2 separate regions of the Mus musculus genome follow, and region 1 is linked to region 2. Evidence: chromatin contacts called from public promoter capture Hi-C data. All regions are on one chromosome and are shown on one strand. The core of a region is the stretch at or near the end of the contact, and the rest is flanking DNA. Distances in the headings are between cores, read along the strand shown.

Region 1 (3,179 bases), core at 269-2,768, 680 kb after region 2:
CCCTGCCACCACTGATCTATGGCATCCTAAATACATGCCAGTCTCCACAGTCTGGGGCCAGTGAGGAGACAGAGTGCTGCTACTCGCAGGATCTTGGCTTACATGTCCCAGTTAAAAGCCAAGAAAAACCAGAAAAAAAAAAAAAGTCAGTCTCAACTAACACAAAATCGCCCCTCAAATGAGGCGCAATTGTCACCTGCATCTCATAAGGGAGGTGTGTGCTAGGTGATTCTCACAAGAAAAGAAAAGAAAAAAAGAACAGATTCTCCATGCCCCTGTCCTTGTAAAGAGCCTCTAAAGGCCCCCCATGGAGACCCAACCCCCCCCACCAACTCATCCTCTGCCTCACTACTAACTGCAGTTCCAGTCTGCTGCTCTTTGAGAGAGAACACACAGGAGTTCCAATCCCAGCAACCACATGGTGGCTCCTTGGTATTGGTGTTGGTATTTTCATTGAGTAATAATGGGTATTGTGAATGCACAGGAAGGAAGGGGGCAGAATAGACAGACATTTCTCTTCCCCCCAAGGTGGTGCTACGGGCAGCCATTTGCTGCTGCTCCAGAGCTGCCCACTGCGATGGAAACAATGCTTAGTTCTATGTTTTGGGGGTTTGCTTTTTAAAAAATATATAAATCCAACTCTAGATCTACAGACCCCTCAGCCAGGCATGGGGTGGCACATGCCTTTAATCCCACAATTTGAGAGGCAGAGGCTGGTGGATCTCTGTGAGTTTGAGGCCAGCCTGGTCTACAGAGTGAGTTCCAAGCTAACCAGAGAGAGAAACCCTGTCTGAAAGGAAGGAAGGAAGGAAGGAAGGAAGGAAGGGAGGGAGGGAGGGAGGGAGGGAGGGAGGGAGGGAGGGAGGGAGGGAGGGAGGGAGAGAGGGGGAGAGGGAGAGGGAGGGGGAGAGGGAGAGGGAGGGGGAGGGGGAGAGGGAGAGGGAGGGAGGGAGGGAGAGAGAGAGAGAGAGAGAGAGAGAGAGAGAGAGAGAGAGAGAGAGAGAGAAAGAATATCTTTCTGATTTGAAGTCGGGAAAACACTTAGATGCACAGTCGTTTCAGCTTGTGTGTATCTTGTATGTAGGCTAGGTTATGTACCTAGCTAAGGTGCATACCATCTAAAACCTTTGCTTTAATAACCAGACCCCTCTGCTGACCAGCCACACCAGATCGCTCTTCTTTACCCACTGTCTACCTCATTCTCTTTTGTCTTCAGGATTAATCAGTGAAAGAGAACATTGCCAGAGGCCTGAGGAGGAAGGGTGGGAGAAGGGAGTGTGTCTTGGCTCTCTCTGTTCGGCAGGACCAAGGTTAACCTAGACTTGGATTTGGTATTGGGTCCATTTTTTTTGTTTTGTTTTGTTACTTTTTTTTAGTAAGAAAGTATACATTCCAACAGGAATCTGCTACCTCAGCAAAAAGCTGCTTATCTCCCGCAGCTGCCACAGCTGCCTGCCAAGCTTCAGGGGCTCGGGGTCAGTGATTACCATCTCGGTTCTGACACATTGACATCAGCAACAAGCTAACCTTGAAGCCAGAGCTGAGTCACTCCTAACAGATGTTAATTGGATCGCTCTGTCTGACCCCTCCTGGGGTCTGGCTTTTGTCTTCATCACTGTATTAAGCCAGTGAGAGCCTTCCTGAAGCTCTGAAATGCTCTGCTAAGACTGATCGATCCTGTATCTAAAATTGAGCAGATAACCCAAGTGTATTTTGGTAAACTTTTAACCCACTTCCCAAGGCATTTGTCTGTCCACCAAGTAAGAAACCAGAAATGCATGCTTCTTATCTCATAGAGAGCTCTCCTTTGCTTCCCATGAATAATTACTGCTTTAGAAGCAATGTAACACACTCTGTCCATTTTGCATTTATGTTAGCTGGCTTCTGAAAGAATGAGGACCATTGTAATTGGAAAAGAAAAATAGTGACACTCCCTCTCTTAGGAAATTTAGGACTGGGAGAGTTTGGAAGACAAAACAAGATATGGAAAAAAAAGAGTTAAAAAAAAACCTGATATATTTAAATAGACAAATGACCCCAAAAAGACATCCCCCCCCCCAGGCAGATATGCAACGGTTGACTTATGCATGAGGTAATGTTCTGTGCGATGTGATTTCATCTTACCTGGTCAGAATGTCTCCAGTGGGAATAAACATTGTCAGGTCCTGGAGAGAATATGGATACGGAGAAAAGAAAACTACACTACACTGTTGGCAGGAACATAAATTAATCCTCCCTTTGCAGAGAACACTGTAGAAAATCCCAACGAAATTGAAAATAGACTTACCTGGCCTATCAACCTCCTTGCTGGTTATTTATTCGAAAGAAAAGAAACTGGTGTTTCAAAAGGACCCCTGTTACAACTGTTTCCTGCAGACCTGAGAAATGGAATCAACTAAGACTTCTCCTGGGACAGCAGAATACTACACAGTTGTTAAAAAGGGAACGATCCTGTCAATTCAACATCCGGGTGGAACTGTTTAACCTATGTTGAAGGAAATGAGTCATGGACAGAAGCAAACACCACATGATTTCACTCTCATATGGAAACTGAGACAATCAAGTTGATACAGCCAGAGAGTCAACAGTGGAGTCTAGAAGCCAAGAAAGGGAGAGGCTGTTCAATGTGAACACAGTCACGGCCCACTTGAAAGAGTCCACACCAGCCTTCTGTTGCTCAGGCTGTGATTTAGATTGACACAGGTGGATTGAGTGACCCAAAATTACTAGAGGAGAGGGTCTGGGGGTGCACTCATCACATGGAAGTGATAAAGACTTGGAATGTTGGGTAACCTGTTGTGCGTTGATCAACACACAACCTATGAGTGTGATAGAGCACCAGGCCACCGCCTGTGAAGATGCCCCATGAAGTCCATTAATGCTCTAACTTAGAGCTACAGATATGGAAGCCATTGATGAAAGCCACTATCCTGTGCAGTGCTGTACTGAGAAGATCGAGGCTCAGTGGTCAGGTGGGGCTGGACTCAAAGCCCTGACACCCAGCTTGGGAGTACGTGACGACCAAGTTATTAGACAGAGCTGAAGATGACCGTTCTGAGTTCAATGAGGCCCGGACTCCTTGGTCAGAACAACTCCAAATAGAGCTATTCCTTCAGGCAGACAGACAGATCCCAGAGTTACACTGACCTGCAAAGCTCTCATTCCAAGCTTCCATCCCG
Region 2 (2,956 bases), core at 159-2,658:
GCTCCCTCCCTTCCTCATGCTTATGAGGGGAGTCAGGCTACGTCAGATTCCAAGTAGGCCAGTGTCACATTAGAATGTGTTGAGCTGAAGACATTGAAGCGAAAGCAGCCTCCACCCTCCTGGTCTTCCTAATGAAGCCCACAGATTTCCCTTCCATCCTGCACTCAGGGAAGAGGTGTCAGCAGGCACGGTTCCGAGACAAGTCTGCACAAATAAACCTGGAGACAATGACCCTTGACTTCTACTAACTCTCCAAACATTCTAATCATTTTGCATTCATTTATTGGGACCCTAAAGCCCCAGCCTCTTGTCTTGGCTCTCTTGGCTCTCCACACTACACATAAACGGTACTGTGCACACTACACATAAACGGTACCGTGTATATGCCCTGGAGTTGACTCCTGTGGACACGCTGCCTCTTTTTTTTCTGAGACACAATGCATGTGAAATTTAAAACGCTGGTAGAGATTACACGCTCCCCCACCCCCTTCCCATCAACTTGTCTTTTATCAGTTTAATTTCCTTATACCTATAAACTATGGGCTGGGCACCGTTGTGACTAAAGGCCAGTAGTGGGGGAGGAGACGAGGTTTATGCAGGCACTTTTGCCTGCCACTTGTGTTATTATTTAAAAATTATGTTCTGCCCATTAAGTGCCCAGGAAACCCAAGGGTAACTGAGCCTTCCCTGTCTTTTCAAAACTCTCGTGTTGCATGTCAAATAAGGAGCAACTCAAATCCAGGTTCCTGGCAGGCGGGGTATTACAGCTCAGGGACCGGCCTCCCTCACGGGCCACCTGTGGCACCCAGCCCCGATACTAGGCAGTCGTGGCTGACGATATGCTTTGCATAAGTAGGCCATCCTGGCTCCATTCCACCTGGGCTGAGGTGCCTGCTCTCCCCTGCCCAGGTCTTGGAGAAGGAACCTGAGGATAAATCCTGAAACTTGTTTGTGAGTCCAGGGGCAAGGAAGGGAGAGGAAGGCAGCTTGTTTCCGGAGTGAGGAGGGCAGTCCAGATCAAGACTAGACTTTGAAAGAGACTTTTCAGGTTTACCAACCCAGACGAGTCCAAGTTGGAAGAAAAAAAAAAGGGCTTAAAGCGTACCCATAAAAGAATTAACATTCTTGCTGCACCGCAGGGAGCCCACGGCTCTGCTAGGCTCTCTTAACTACTCTCCTTACTTCTCTCACAACAGCGGGTTATTTGGTCCCCTTTAGCCCTGCTCACCTGAAAGGCTTCATTGCTGCGGCCCAGGTCGCTGGGGGCTGTTGGCCTCAGCTCCAGGCTCATCTTGCTCTCACTGGGCTCGGAATTCTTTCCCGGGTCTGCCCTGGACATCCTCTGCTCAGAGACAGAGAGAGAGCAAGCACCACCTCTGCTATGTCAGAGGGCCACCTGCTGCTACCTCAGTTTGGAAACCTTTCCAATAACCTTTTAAATGACTTGGGCTGGAACCTGGTTGAGGTGGAGCAGGAGGGGCGGGCAGAAGGGCGGGGTGAGGCCTCTTTTTGAGCACGCCCACCCCATTCCTCTTTCCAGGGATGCTCAGCATAGATTTCTCATCACAAACGGGAACCCGCCGTTTTCTCTGTAGTCCTTTGCAAAATCGCCTACTTCCTGTGGACGGTGTTGGGGGCTAGGCAGGTGTTGCTGCATCTACGCCAGACATGTGGAAGATACAGTATGCATGACTTCGTATTCCGCCTGGGGAAACTTGAGATACGGGGAAAGACAATAAAAGGATGAGAATCAGGTGCAGGTCTGGCCTGCAGAGCTTTTCACTGCCCCCCCCCCCACTTTACCCCGAGGATCTCCAAACCCCAAGAACAGAATTGCAGAGATGGGCTGGCCACGCGTGGAAGGAGACTGTTCACTCCCTTATGTATACTTCTTAGTATTTTAAATGAACCACACACTCACTGTATAGCTCCTTCTTCGTCTTGTTCTCCTCACTCCTCCTCCTCCTCACTCTTCCTCTTCCTCTTCCTCCTCCTCCTCCTCCTCCTCCTCCTCCTCCTCCTCCTCCTCCTCCTCCTTCTTCTTCTTGTTCTTCTTCTTCTTCTCCTTCTTCATTATGGTCATGTAGCTTCTCATTAGTGAAGAACTAGAATGATAAAGTTTGATACTGGGAGACAATAGACATGAAAGTAGGGGAACCCCTCTTCCTACAGGCCTTATCTGGGTGATGATTTTATGAATAGTTGCTAAAGTGACCATTGTTTTTTGCTGATTTCTTAATGAAGCTCATGGCCTTTATTTTCACTACTAGACCCCGGATAACACAGACTTATCAGAACCTATCGTGTGGGTTCAAATAGGGTTTACCCTGTTCCAAGTCATCAAACTACAACATACAAGCTTAATCCAACCCACTACCCATTTTTATATGGCTTGAGTGTGTTTTAGGTTATTGGATAAATTAAAAAAAAATAAAGGGAAGAATACTTCATTTTTAAAAAAACATTAAATTAATGTTTTCAGACCGTAATACAAAAGTGATGGGCTTTACCATGGCATCTTCATATGCATTTGTCCTAGCGTGTTCTGGTTGATTCCCCTCCCCCACAGCCTCGTTGCCCTCCCACCTCCAGCTGATTCTCATTCTTCCTCCTCCAGTTAGCTTTCCCTTGTACTTTCTATTGCACACAGGGAAGGATATTTTCTGTCACATGAAAGTCACATGAAATTCCAATTTAAGGCTGGGTGTGGCAATGGCGCGCTCAGAGGCAGAGACAGGGCTGCAACAAGCTTGAGACCAGCGTGGTCTAGATGGTGAGTCTCAGCTAGCCAGGGCCAATGATAAGACTCTGACTTAGGAAAAAAAAAAATCAGGTTGGGAAGCAAGCCTGAAGGCCCAAGTTTTGTGTTGAGAATGGTGGAAGGAGAGAATCAACCCCTGACCTTTGGCACTGTAGCACTAGGATACCCCCACACACACATGTAATGATGAAGTCT

The links. Promoter capture Hi-C pulls out the DNA fragments that hold promoters and counts their contacts.
Region 1: a contact with region 2 is called in a promoter capture Hi-C map of epiblast stem cells, with 5 times the contacts expected there. The contact joins the enhancer-like site here to the promoter of Slc28a3 in region 2. A contact is called at or near these places in 15 of 39 promoter capture datasets (the 3T3-L1 cell line, the C10 cell line, the HPC-7 cell line and 9 more), 1 of 115 datasets of contacts at active chromatin or transcription factors (embryonic stem cells) and 2 of 9 other capture datasets (adipose tissue and liver).

What each region holds. Positions count from the first base shown.
Region 1 is chr13:59,291,598-59,294,776 of GRCm38.p6, forward strand. No RefSeq gene overlaps it. Among named protein-coding and RNA genes, the nearest start is that of Gm34672, 38 kb to the left of the region's middle. Within about 2 kb of position 1,519, at least 17 of the 459 cell types and tissues checked have an H3K27ac peak or open chromatin away from gene starts, as enhancers often do. A contact at or near this core is called in epiblast stem cells and stem cell-derived epiblast-like cells, where this site is marked.
Region 2 is chr13:58,609,469-58,612,424 of GRCm38.p6, forward strand. It overlaps Slc28a3 (solute carrier family 28 (sodium-coupled nucleoside transporter), member 3), which reads right to left and starts at 1,409. Exons shown (of 18, transcript NM_022317.3): 1 at 1,229-1,409. The coding sequence starts at 1,339.